2 separate regions of the Rattus norvegicus genome follow, and region 2 is linked to region 1. A link is a contact called in public Hi-C data. All regions are on one chromosome and are shown on one strand. The core of a region is the stretch at or near the end of the contact, and the rest is flanking DNA. Distances in the headings are between cores, read along the strand shown. Region 1 holds the start of Ywhah (tyrosine 3-monooxygenase/tryptophan 5-monooxygenase activation protein, eta). Region 2 holds the start of Prr14l (proline rich 14-like).

What was found. A called contact is a pair of places that touch in the nucleus more often than the background predicts.
Region 2: a contact with region 1 is called in a Hi-C map of frontal cortex, with 1.7 times the contacts expected there. The contact joins the promoter of Prr14l here to the promoter of Ywhah in region 1. A contact is called at or near these places in 1 of 12 Hi-C or Micro-C datasets (frontal cortex) and 1 of 1 datasets of contacts at active chromatin or transcription factors (oligodendrocytes).

What each region holds. Positions count from the first base shown.
Region 1 is chr14:81,927,185-81,932,868 of GRCr8, reverse strand. Ywhah (tyrosine 3-monooxygenase/tryptophan 5-monooxygenase activation protein, eta) reads left to right here and starts at 2,667. Exons shown (of 2, transcript NM_013052.2): 1 at 2,667-2,927. The coding sequence starts at 2,841.
Region 2 is chr14:82,091,829-82,097,512 of GRCr8, reverse strand. It overlaps Prr14l (proline rich 14-like), which reads right to left and starts at 3,153. Exons shown (of 10, transcript XM_223586.10): 1 at 2,998-3,153.

The DNA.
Region 1 (5,684 bases), core at 1,418-3,917:
TGGTAGGAGAATCACAAGTTTGAGGCCAGCCTGGACTGCATGTAAAACCATGTTTCAATATAAAAACATCAACGATAAACTTTCAGTTAAATAAGGACCTGGCAGCCATGAGCTGGGATTTGAGGGGCTAACATGTCTCCATCTGTGAAGTTTCATCATATTTGAAGAGTTACCTTTACTGATACAAATCAAGGTTAACTAACCACGCCAGTATTTCCCCTAACAAGTATCTTAAGAGTATGACAGCGACAGGCGATGCAGTGGTGGCCCATGCCTTTAGGATGCACTCAGGAAGCAGAGGTAGGTGGATTTCTGTGAGTTTGAGGCCAGCCTGGTCTACAGAGGACATCCAGGGCTACACAGAGAAACCATGTCTAGAAAAAACAAACAAACAAACAAAAAGTGTGACAGCTTCGGTGTAGTGGTGCATATCTTTAACCCTAGCAATCGGGAGGCAGAGGCAAGTATATCTCTAATTTTAAGACCAGCCTACATAGTGAGTTCCAGACCAGCCAGGGCTAGACAGTGTGAGACCATCTCAAAAATAAAAAAAAAAAAATCATGTAAAGCTTAGCTTTTAAGCGGACTTTGTTCCCCATCCTGGAGCTGTATTCTCGTACGTCCTTCAGGTTCAGCTTTTGTACTCAGATCTCCTCAGAGGCAGACCTGCTCCTTCCCTGGGGTTATTGTAGAGCTGAGCATGTATCAAGTGCTCAGTAAAGATCTCGGTGAGCCTGAGGCACAGCTCCCTGTAGGGACAGTGCCTTCTGCACAAGCCTCAGTTTGATCCCTACCACCCAGAGCTAAGAAGCCAGGCGTGGTGGAGCTTGAACTTCCATGAAGGGGATTCAGAGGCTGGTGAATTCCTGGGGCTCTAAGCCCAGCCAGCTTAGCCTAATTGGTGAGTTCCAGGCCAAGTGAGAGATCTGTAGGAAACAAAACCACATGAAAACGAGGGGCCAGTGAGTAAAGGCCCTTGCAGTTAAGCCAGAGGACAACTCACAGGGTAGATAACTGACTTCTTTCTACAAGTCATCCTCTGACCTCTGCACACACATCCCTCACACCCCTTATCCCTGCCTCCCACCCAAGTGTATGTAATTTTTTAAAAAAAAGTTTTAAACTTTCTATGTATATATTTAAAAAAAAATGTGGCTCCTGAGGAGTCTTCAACATGAGTGTGCACACTCAGTGACCTTCAGGCCCCTTCTGTGCTTCAGTGGACGTGGTTTTTCTTATGTGTGTGCATGGTTTTTCCAGACAGGGTTTCTCTTTCTTTGTGTAACAGCCGTGTGTGTGTGTGTGTGTGTGTGTGTGTGTGTGTGTGTGTGTGTGTGTGTATGTGTATGTGTGTGTTGTTTTTTTCCAGACAGGATTTCTTTGTAACAGCCCTGTATATGCGTGTGTGTGTGTGTGTGTGTGTGTGTGTTTCCAGACAGGCTAACAGCTGTGTGTGTATGTGTGTGCACGTGCATGTGCGTGTGGTATTTCCAGACTGGATTTCTCTGTGTATCCCTACTGGCCTAGAACTCAGAGATCTGCCTGCCTGTATCTTTGTTTCTTGGCTACTGGGATTAAAGGCCTGCTCCACCATGCCAGGATGTTTTTCTAGTTTGAGGCCCAGCCCAGGGACCCTTAGCATGGAATGATAGGAGCGGTAGAGGCTCAGCTTGACCAGTCCATCCCACAGAAGTCCAAGAAGATATTGAAATCAGATTTTGGTCCCTCCACATACAGGATATGTGACCTTGCCCTGTCACTTAGGACGTTTTGCTCCTTCTCCCATGAGGATCCGCCTCAGGCCCTCAGTCATTCCAGGCCAGCACTGTGCCTCTGACCTATAATCATTAATTCCCTAAAAAGATTTGAATCAGGCTAAGTTGACCCGACTGGCTGGCAACTTTTGGTTTCCCAAGGTTTCCCAGGGTCATAGATTGCACTTCTGAAGAATGGGGGGCCTGCTGTGCCCCTTCTGGAGTGGGTTGTATGAAATAGGTTAGTGCTGGTCAATGCCCAACAGTGGGCCAGCTCCCCATAGCAATGTCGTGAACGCTACTGACTCTGTCAAGCTACCTATCCCTTCCTGTGCAAGCTAGAGCTGGTCCAAGGTCACTTATAAGGATGGCAGCGCCACTCTGTAGTATGGTGGATTCTAGTGTGTCTGTGAGGGGCTGTCCCAAAGGGCAGGATCCACCCCACGCCACTGCCAGAGATGACCGAAGCGCTGGGTGTGGCCACCCAGAGCAAGGCGGCCCCTCAGTCCCGAGCCCCGGCGCCTCTGCTTCTCCATACAGGGTTATGTGCGGGTATCTGCTTCTCAAGCTCTAACATGGGTTCTGTGGCGCTTTCCTGGCCTGGGCTGCGACAACGCCTGCCAGTGGAACCACCATCGCCGCGCCCCAGCCGCTCCCCACCCTTCAACGCTGCGGCGGTAAAATGCAGCACTCTTAAGGCGCCTGCGCAGCTCTCCAGCGCGGCCCTAGTCGCTGCTATTTATAGTAGATGACGTCACCTTAAAAAAGACCGTTAGGGCTGGGCCGCCCCGCCCCCCCTCCGGAGGCTCTCCGCGGGCCGCTCCGAGTGCGCAGGCGTGGTCGTGTCCTCCCCGCCCGCCCGCGGCGCCCCCTATCCTCTCTCCGCGGCTCCGCGGCGCTCGCCACAGCGCGTGCAGCCAGCTAGCGAGAAGGCGCGAGCGGCGGCGCAGCCAGCAGCCTCCCGCCAGCCGGCGAGCCAGTGCGCGTGCGCGGCGGCGGCCTCGGCGGCGACCGGGAAGCGGACGGGCGGGCGAGCGAGCGAGCAGGCGGTGCGGGCGTGCGAGGCGAGGCCGAGTCGCGAGCGACATGGGGGACCGAGAGCAGCTGCTGCAGCGGGCGCGACTGGCGGAGCAGGCGGAGCGCTACGACGACATGGCCTCCGCCATGAAGGCGGTGAGCGTGCGGGGAACCGGGTGGCCGGGGGCTGCGGGGCGGGGCGGGCCCGGGCCTGGGCGGCGGCTCTCTCCCTACGCACCGCCACCTTTTGGGCGCGGCGGCTGCCGCACTCTCCATTTCCTGAGGCCTGGCCGGGGCGGGGTCTCCCCGGGCGGCCTCTCGGAGGCTGGCGGGCCGGGGTCGCCGTGTCCTAGCTCAGAGACCCGGTGGGGGAGGGGGTACCCGAGGAAAGGAGGAAGTCAGCGTTCCTGCTTCTAGACCCTTCTGCCGGACCTGGGGAGAAACACGCTTTCCTTCCACCATTCACCTACTTGTAATAAAGGCTCATCCGCGAGTGGAGACCGGTCTCCTGGTTTTCTCTGCTACGACCTGTTTGCTTTGCTTGTCTGAAGTTGGTTTTTTCCCATTTCCCACACCTCGGGGGCTGGCTTTGTGTGGGAAGACCCCTTTCCAGCAGTCATGGGCGTGAAGGAGGGTGTGGGTCCTTACATACATCCCAACGGTCAGTGCCGCGTGCCTTCCTGGAGATGAAATGGAAATGAAGCGAACCTGGGTGCTTTTGCATTCCTGAGACCCTCTTAGATGGATTCTGCAGCTTGATTTCCGGTAAAGGAGACATGCCCAGCCACACCCTAGAGAATATTTTAGATTAGAACCTACCTGCCTATCTGAGACTTTTCAGTTCTGTTACCACATCACTATAGAGGACTCTTCACATCCTCCTGGACTTTTTCTAAAAGAATATTTCTTGTCAAGGTCACACAGTGGCAGAATTCCAACTGTGGCCACAAGCTCCTAAGACTAAGGAGAAAATTTCCTTGGGAGTCCGTCCACCTTAGATTTCTAAATACATGAACATTTATTTTTGAGGTTGAGACTCAGAAAATCTGCATTTTAGCAGTCCTTGGGCAGTTTTTAGCTGACTTAAGTATTAACTGTCCTGGATTGTAGCTCATATGTCCTATGGGCTGGTCTTTGAAAGGATTTTTTTTAAACCCAGATACTCCATACAAATTCAATTTGGAAAATTTATTTTGATACTACATGGAATAGAAAATCGAGGCCACCATTTAGAATTTCCCAGGTAAGAACCATGAGCAGTTATCTTGCCTCCAGTGCCCTGGTACACGTTCAGCAAAATGTCTCTGGAACCCAGCAACAGCACAGACTGTTGATTCCTTAGTAATACTGATTTCAGCATTATGGTATGCTGTTCTGGTGAGATAAGATTAATTTATACCAGGAACATTCTAGGTTTGGGGAAAAAATTGCGGGTTCTTTAAGGAAATTTAAAATACAGTTTTGGAAACAAGACTGACATTACTACGGTGCACCTGAAAGCCACCTCTATCCACACACCAAGTCACGACTAAATGGTTCTGGGATTATGCAAGTTGAGGCCTCTCCCTGAACAGCTAGGTGAGGAGGCCTTTGCTCAGTCAGTGTGTGAGTGAGACTTGAAGGCTGCAGTTTAGCAAGGCGCTCTGGAAATGAAGAAGATAGAAGGGAAAGGGAAAGCGACCATCAGATATCTGGAGCGATCAGCTGTCCTGAGGTGGAAAGTAAGGAAAGACTAGAGAGAGTACAGGAAAGAAAAAAACAGTTCTAGCAGGAAAAAAAGAAAAAAGACTCTCTGGTGGTTTGTAAATGGCCTTGAGGATGTTCTGCAATTTCCTGCTTGTATCCACAGATGCTCTCTGAGGCATTAAGGTAACATTTTGCAAAAGCTAATGGACCTTTGTGTTTGAAATTTATAATCTACATCTAAAATGACTCATGGGTTGGAAAAGACACCAAACACTGAGAATTTAATAGTCAGCCCATCAAATTCAAATTAACTATTAAAAAAAAAAACGAGTGTTTTCTATCAGAATTCATGTTTGTCTCACCTATATTAGTGGGATGTACTTTTATCTCATTTTGCCTGTTGGTATAGTTTGTAGATGAAATTCTTAAATGTTAATGAGTCATCCATTAATAAACCTTAACACTTTGGGGAAGAGTGAATTCCAGTAAACTTATATTGTTTTTAAAATTTTTCCCTTTTTAGATAGGGTTTCGTGTATCCCAGGCTGGCCTCAAACATTATATAGCTGGGGTTGGCCTTGAACTCCAGATGATCCTGCCTTTACCTGTCAAATGTCACTTGTGTGCACCACCATGCCTAGCTTCTCTCTGGCTTTCTTTCAGGCAACTGGAAGGCAGGTAAGTATACAGTTCTAGAGAGGAACAGGACATTGGCTTGATGGAATGATCTGAGGCCACTGTTCTGACCTTGAAAGTTCCTCTAGCTTTAGGGTCTCTGAAGTATAAAATTAGGAATGCTTGTGTTACCAACAAGTCTTTTTTTTTTTTTTTTATCGTCAAGGTTTTTCCTAATGTAAATGGTTTGATCAAGTTGCCTGTAATGATGGTGTTTGTTGATCCAGCAGCGCCACCTGGAGGACAGAAGTGGTAAACCTTGAGGATTTTGGCTGGGCTGGAGCTCTGGTGGCAGAGCAGTTGGCCCAGGATGTTGAAGGCCCCAGTTTCGATTCCCCAGCAACCTCCTCCCCAGTACATTAGAAATAGTGGTGTTCCTTCAGATGAGTTAACACTCATAATATGAAAAGTCAGCAGACGTTTCTAAACAGAAGCTCAACTTCCTGATCTCATGCCTAGCCAGGTTGCTGGAGTTTAATGTGGACTCTGAAGTAAGCATACTAATTAGGATAAAAATGTTACTGTAGAAGGACGGTGGGATATCAGGAAAAA
Region 2 (5,684 bases), core at 1,904-4,403, 160 kb before region 1:
ACGTCCATAAAACAAGCCTACCATGCCAATTCCAGGGAAACACAAATTTCTAAGTCAGCTGGAGCCACACAGTACAACAACGGGCTATACAGGGAGACCCTGTCTCAAAACAAAACATTTTTTTTTTTAAAAAAAAAAAAAAGGGAGGGTGAAGAAAAGAAGGAGGAAGAGATAATATTTTTGAGCTGAGACCAACAGGTGACCTCTCACCTGTGTCAAATGCAAAGCTCTGTAGGGAGTAGTTCGATCTTTCTGTGTCCAGAGCAAAAGCCAATGTCCCTCCCCACTCTGACTCCACTCTCTAGCTGCAGGGTCTGGAAATGTCTTCCATTTAAATGAACTTTCGCAGGCTTGTTCTTTCCGTGAGAAATGACCAAGCTAAAATAATCCCATGAAAAGCCCAGGATGGAAAGACCAACCTCCCTCTTTCCTTTTGTTGCTGTACACACTGCAGACAGGTGTCAACAGAGGTACAGGGCCTACAGTAATGACTTCAGTAGGTGCTTAGGGACATTTAAGGCAATTTAGGAATACTGCACATTACAAAAGAGACACAAAGCTCTTCTTCAGCGTGCCTTCAGGTCATTGGAAGTGTGAACTCAGAAACATGACAAAAGCCAGCAGAGGCGGAACATCACAACTCCATTGTCTTTAGAGTGTTTTTTACCACGTCCAAATCTTACAGCACCAACATGTCTAATTATTCAATGATTCCCCAAGTAAAACTTGACAGCAATAAAGCAAAAAAAAGGGGGGGAAGGGGGGCAAAGAAAGCAGATAGAAAACCTCCATGCCCCAATAACCCCTTCTCTTGAACTGGAATGTACAGACGCTGTTAACAACAGTGGCACTGCCATGCTTGTGTCAAGGAACGATACTCACAAGAATGATCAGGCCCTGAGAAGTTCCCAGCACTCCTTTCACCTTGAGAAAAGGGCTTTCTTTTCCAAAGGTTCAGATTCTGCAGCCAGTCCCTCCATAAGGGACATTCAGACACTGTAGCCAATTCTTCCATGAGGGAATTTGGAGAAGAGGCCTCTTCTTGAGGGACAGAAAAAGAAGAATCTTTTAATAACATCTCCCTAAACCAGGAGTGGTGGCTCACACCAGTGATCCCAACACTCAGGGAGAGGCTGAGGCAAGAGGGCTGCGGAGGACACCCTGGGATACACAGTGTCAGGCCAGCTAGGGCTACATAGCTAAACCCTGTCTCAAAAGAACAACAAACCACTCATCAAGATCTCAACACAAACTGAAAGAGAGACCAGGAAGAACATCATTACCCCTAAGGAACCCAGTTCTGCACGGAATCTCTGAGGCATCAAGGCTGTTTCCCTTTCCCTTTTTGTTAACATGCAGCAAAAGCAACCCATCCTCCAACAGAGGGTTAAACTGAAAATGCTCTTGATGTCTGCTGACAAAAGGCACCATGTATGAAAGACTTTCATGTGCTTATCCAAGGGGAAGGGAAAAGAAGCCATCTGCAGTGCTTTACATCCTGGAGAAGGGCAGTCTTTTACTTCGGAGAGCTGGAGGCTAGAGAGGATGTGTAGATAAAGGGAAGCTGTTTTTAATTGCCAACAAAAGCAAGTGAAGGGAGAGGGGATCTAGACAGATTTGGTGCACAAAGAAAGGCTGGCTTCTGGCACTGAGTTTTCCCTCCCTCTTAAAGACTCTTAATGGAGAGACGGATGCAGGAAGATCAGAGGCTTGGCTACATAGCAAATTTGAGGCCAGCCTGGGCTACATGAGAGCTTGTCTCAAAACAAAACAAAAAGTGGCACATGGTGGTGCATGCCTGAACTAGTAGTGTCCTATAAGGTAAGACAAGATTATCAGGGGTCAGGGGCTAGAGGCCAGCCTGGGCTACCTACTGAGTTTGAGCCTGAACTGTAAAGAGACCACTCATATCAAAATAAATAGATTAAATAAAGTGCTAATCTGTTTCCAAAAATTAATAATTTTTTTCCTGATTTTCACTAAGGCTCTCTGTTGTTAACTTGGAGAGTAGAGTACAGTAGGATCCAAAATGAGAGGACGTGTCCTTTACCTCCAGACTAGGAAAAGCCTTTCTGTTGGAAAGAATGGTTTGAACTTTTGTGATGAAGGATAGATTCCTGCAGACACTGGCTTCTGATGGAGGACATGACTTTTCTTTCTTAACGTATCAATAGTAACAATTGACCAAAAGTTCACTGTGCACCAAACATTTTCCACAAAACTTCCCTTGAGCCTTCATGACAATTCAGAGAAAAAAAGTACCCAGGTTACAGATGGGCTGCAACTGACAGAGGATGAGTCAAGGTCATAAAGATGTTAAGTGGGAGATACAAACTTGGAAATATCACACTCCAGAAGAGGAGGAGCAGCTCAATGAATCCTAAAAGACCTAATAAAAACACGAAAAGCAAAGCACCCTTGGTGGACACGGTTGGGGGAAGGGGAGAAAAGCTAACTTACGATATCATAAATTCAGGGCCTCCCTCTATCTTGGGGTGAAAGTGAAAAATAAAGAAGACAGATCTGTTTCTTGCAGAAAAGATACCTCTGTCACTTTTAGGAAAGTTGAGACTCTCCTTCACTTGGAAGGCGCTGACCAAAGTGAGGGTCGTTTAGGGGTTACCCATTAAAACGCTCCTTTGGATAAAGAATTCCCTTCAGCACCATAAACCGGTCTCCCTTCTCTGACAAATCGACCAGAGCCGACGGAGGTGTATACCAACTAGGGGCGTCGTCCTCTCCAAGGAGAGAAGTTGGGGGTCCCCTGCAGATGGAGGTTGAATGGGAGCCTCCTTCCCCTGGAACCAGGACTCTGAGAAGCTGTTTTCTCTCAGCGACGTGGAGCCTGATCTCCTGGATGTCTGTGGTTGTTTGTCACTTACAACGCTGTTTCGGTGCCCTTCGGCTCCCTGAAAGGATGGGGGCCCGGACCCCCTTTAGTCAGCACCATCCGGCGGAGGACCCCCAGGCCGTCGTGGGGCTGCCCAGGCCTCTTACCCTGCGGCCTCCTCCTCGGACCGTGCTCATCCCGCCACCTTGGCCTCGGCTGCCTCCGTCCCCGCAGTCCCCGCCGCCGCCAACTCTACCAGATCTTCTGGAGCCGAGGCCCGAGGGCGCTCCAGCCTCCACCGCTCCTACAGTGCTCTCCCCCCCTCCCCTCCGCACTTCCTCATCCGGGGCCAAAGCCAGCCATGCGGACGGACCTTGATCCCGCCCCCGCACGGCGCGCGCGCAATCCGGAGGGCGGCTCTTCCCAGCTGGTACCTCCACCCTCTGCTAGCTCCCGACGCACTCAGCCCCGCCCCCGCCGCGCTGACTCTTAAAGAGAAACGTACCCTTGGGCCCAGTTCCTGTCTCTAACTGTTACCAGCACTATGGTCCTATCTATTTCTGTTGAGGTGGACAGATGCCACTCCAGGGGCCTTCTGCTTCCATCCTGGCAGATCGTGGGGCTTTTTAATAACTGCAGTCAAAGGTTTAGGTCACACCATTCTCCTACTGCTTCTTATCACACTGGCCACTAAATCCAAACGTTAACCCAGGAATGTAGTTGGTTACACTTTGATTTTATTTCATTGCTTCTTTAGCATTGAAAGTACCGCATTTTATCTCTTTAGTGGCCGTTTCTTTCCATCTCTTTTCTTCAGGACTATATTCATAGCACCTAAGGAAGTGTCTGAAAGAAATTAGAAGGGAGCTGGGCACGCCTTAATTTCAGCCCTTGGGAAGCAGAGGCGGGAGGATCTCTCAGTTCAAGACCAGCCTTGTCTACAGAACAAGTTCTTGTACAGCCAGGACTACACTGAGAAACCCTGTCTCAAAAGGAGACAGACAGAGACACAGAGAGACAGACACACAGAGAAACAGAGAGAGAGAGAGAGAGAGAGAGAGAGAGAGAGAGAGATTAGAAAAGGGGTTGGGGGGTATATATGTCCATAGACTATAATCAACTTTCCCCAAATCACACAGACATGATTTAGAAATAAACACCTCTAGTTTCCTGAAGTTCATTAGTCTGGCAAAAGGTGGAGGCTTTTCTCTTGGCAATTACCTTTTCTCTGGTTAGGATCTGCAAAGGAAGCCTAGGCTAGTCTGCACATTCCTTTAACCCCAGCAGAGGCAGGAGACTCTCTATGAATTTAAGGCCAGCCTTATCCACACAGGATTTGACTTAAGACAGGATCTCACTTTTTAACTTGGGCAAGTCTGAAGCTTGCTATGTGGGCCATGCTGACCTCTAACTCTTGACCTTCCTGGATCAACCATTTAGATAAAGGGAAAACTAACTCTCTCTCTCTCTCTCTCTCTCTCTCTCTCTCTCTCTCTCTCCACCTCCAGCCCCCTGTAGACAAAGCTGGTCTCACCCTCAGAGATCTGCCTGCCCCTGCCTCCCAAGTGCTGGGATTAGAAATGTTTGCCACCACCCAGCTCTTTTTTTTTTTTTTTTAAAACAATCTCTCACTCAGACTGGCCTCAAACTCTTCCAGCAATGGGATTATATACACCACCATGGGGACTTTTGCTTATCATGCTATGGGAGGCCCTTTGACCCATTCCCAAATCCTCTACTGTTTTACAGTGCTTTTGCTTTCAAAACAAAACCCAAACATTTATACATTTTCAGAAAAATACTGGAAACCTGTGAAAGCTGGGGGAAACCTAAAAAAGGAGCTGTGAGTAACTGGAGGCAGAGATGCCATTTAGATTTAGTGGTCGTTGTGATTAGAAGACTCGTGTCAGTCTAGTTATAAAATACCCACAGAATGAAGAGGAGGCTGGTAGAGCGGCGCAGGTCAAACGTGGGGCTGAAGTTGCATGTAGACAGAGAGCTTGCCCAGTATGTGTGAGGGCTGGGTCTCATCCCCAGAGCTAGCTGTCAGAGCAAGAAAGAGAGAAACAAGAGGCAAGTGCACTGGGCATGGTGGTTTATTCCTACAACCCCAGAACTTGGAGGGAAGCTGAGGCAGGAGGAGTGTCATGAATTCAATGCATGTTGGAATTGTAACTCACCAACATCTTTCTTCTTAAAGAGAAAGACGTCCCAACAAATAGGGGATTGGGGTACTGTAGGTTTAACATAATCGATTGGCCTGGGTAAGGTTGGAGTCTTTTCTCTTTTCTGACTTTTTCCTCAGCTTTTCACTTCCACCTGTGAAGTACCCTAGGTCTACTATCTAGTAGTGACACAAGTACAGGAAGATGTCTGCAAAGTCACATCAACTTTTTATTTATCTAGGTGTGTGTGTGCATGGTGTGTGAACATGATCAGGTATACATCACTGGGCTTCCATCCCTCAGAGCATGTGTGTAGATCAGAGAACTACACTTCGAATTTGAGGCAAGGTCTCTAGTTCCTGCTGCACTGAGTTCTGCAGACTAGCTGGTAGCCTTAAGCTTTGGAAGAGGGGGTGGGGCTACAGGTTCATGTCACTGCGCCATATCACAAGGCTTCCTGTGATCAAAGTCTCAGATTCTGGGGCTACCCATTCCACTGTTTCCCCTGCTGGTTAGCTTACTTTAAATTAAAAATTTAAAGCAGCATTAAGACTACAGCTATAGGGGTTGGGGATTTAGCTCAGCGGTAGAGCGCTTGCCTAGCAAGCGCAAGGCCCTGGGTTCGGTCCTCAACTCCAAAAAAGAAAAAAAAGAAAAAAAAAAAAAAAAAAAAAAAAAAGACTGCAGCT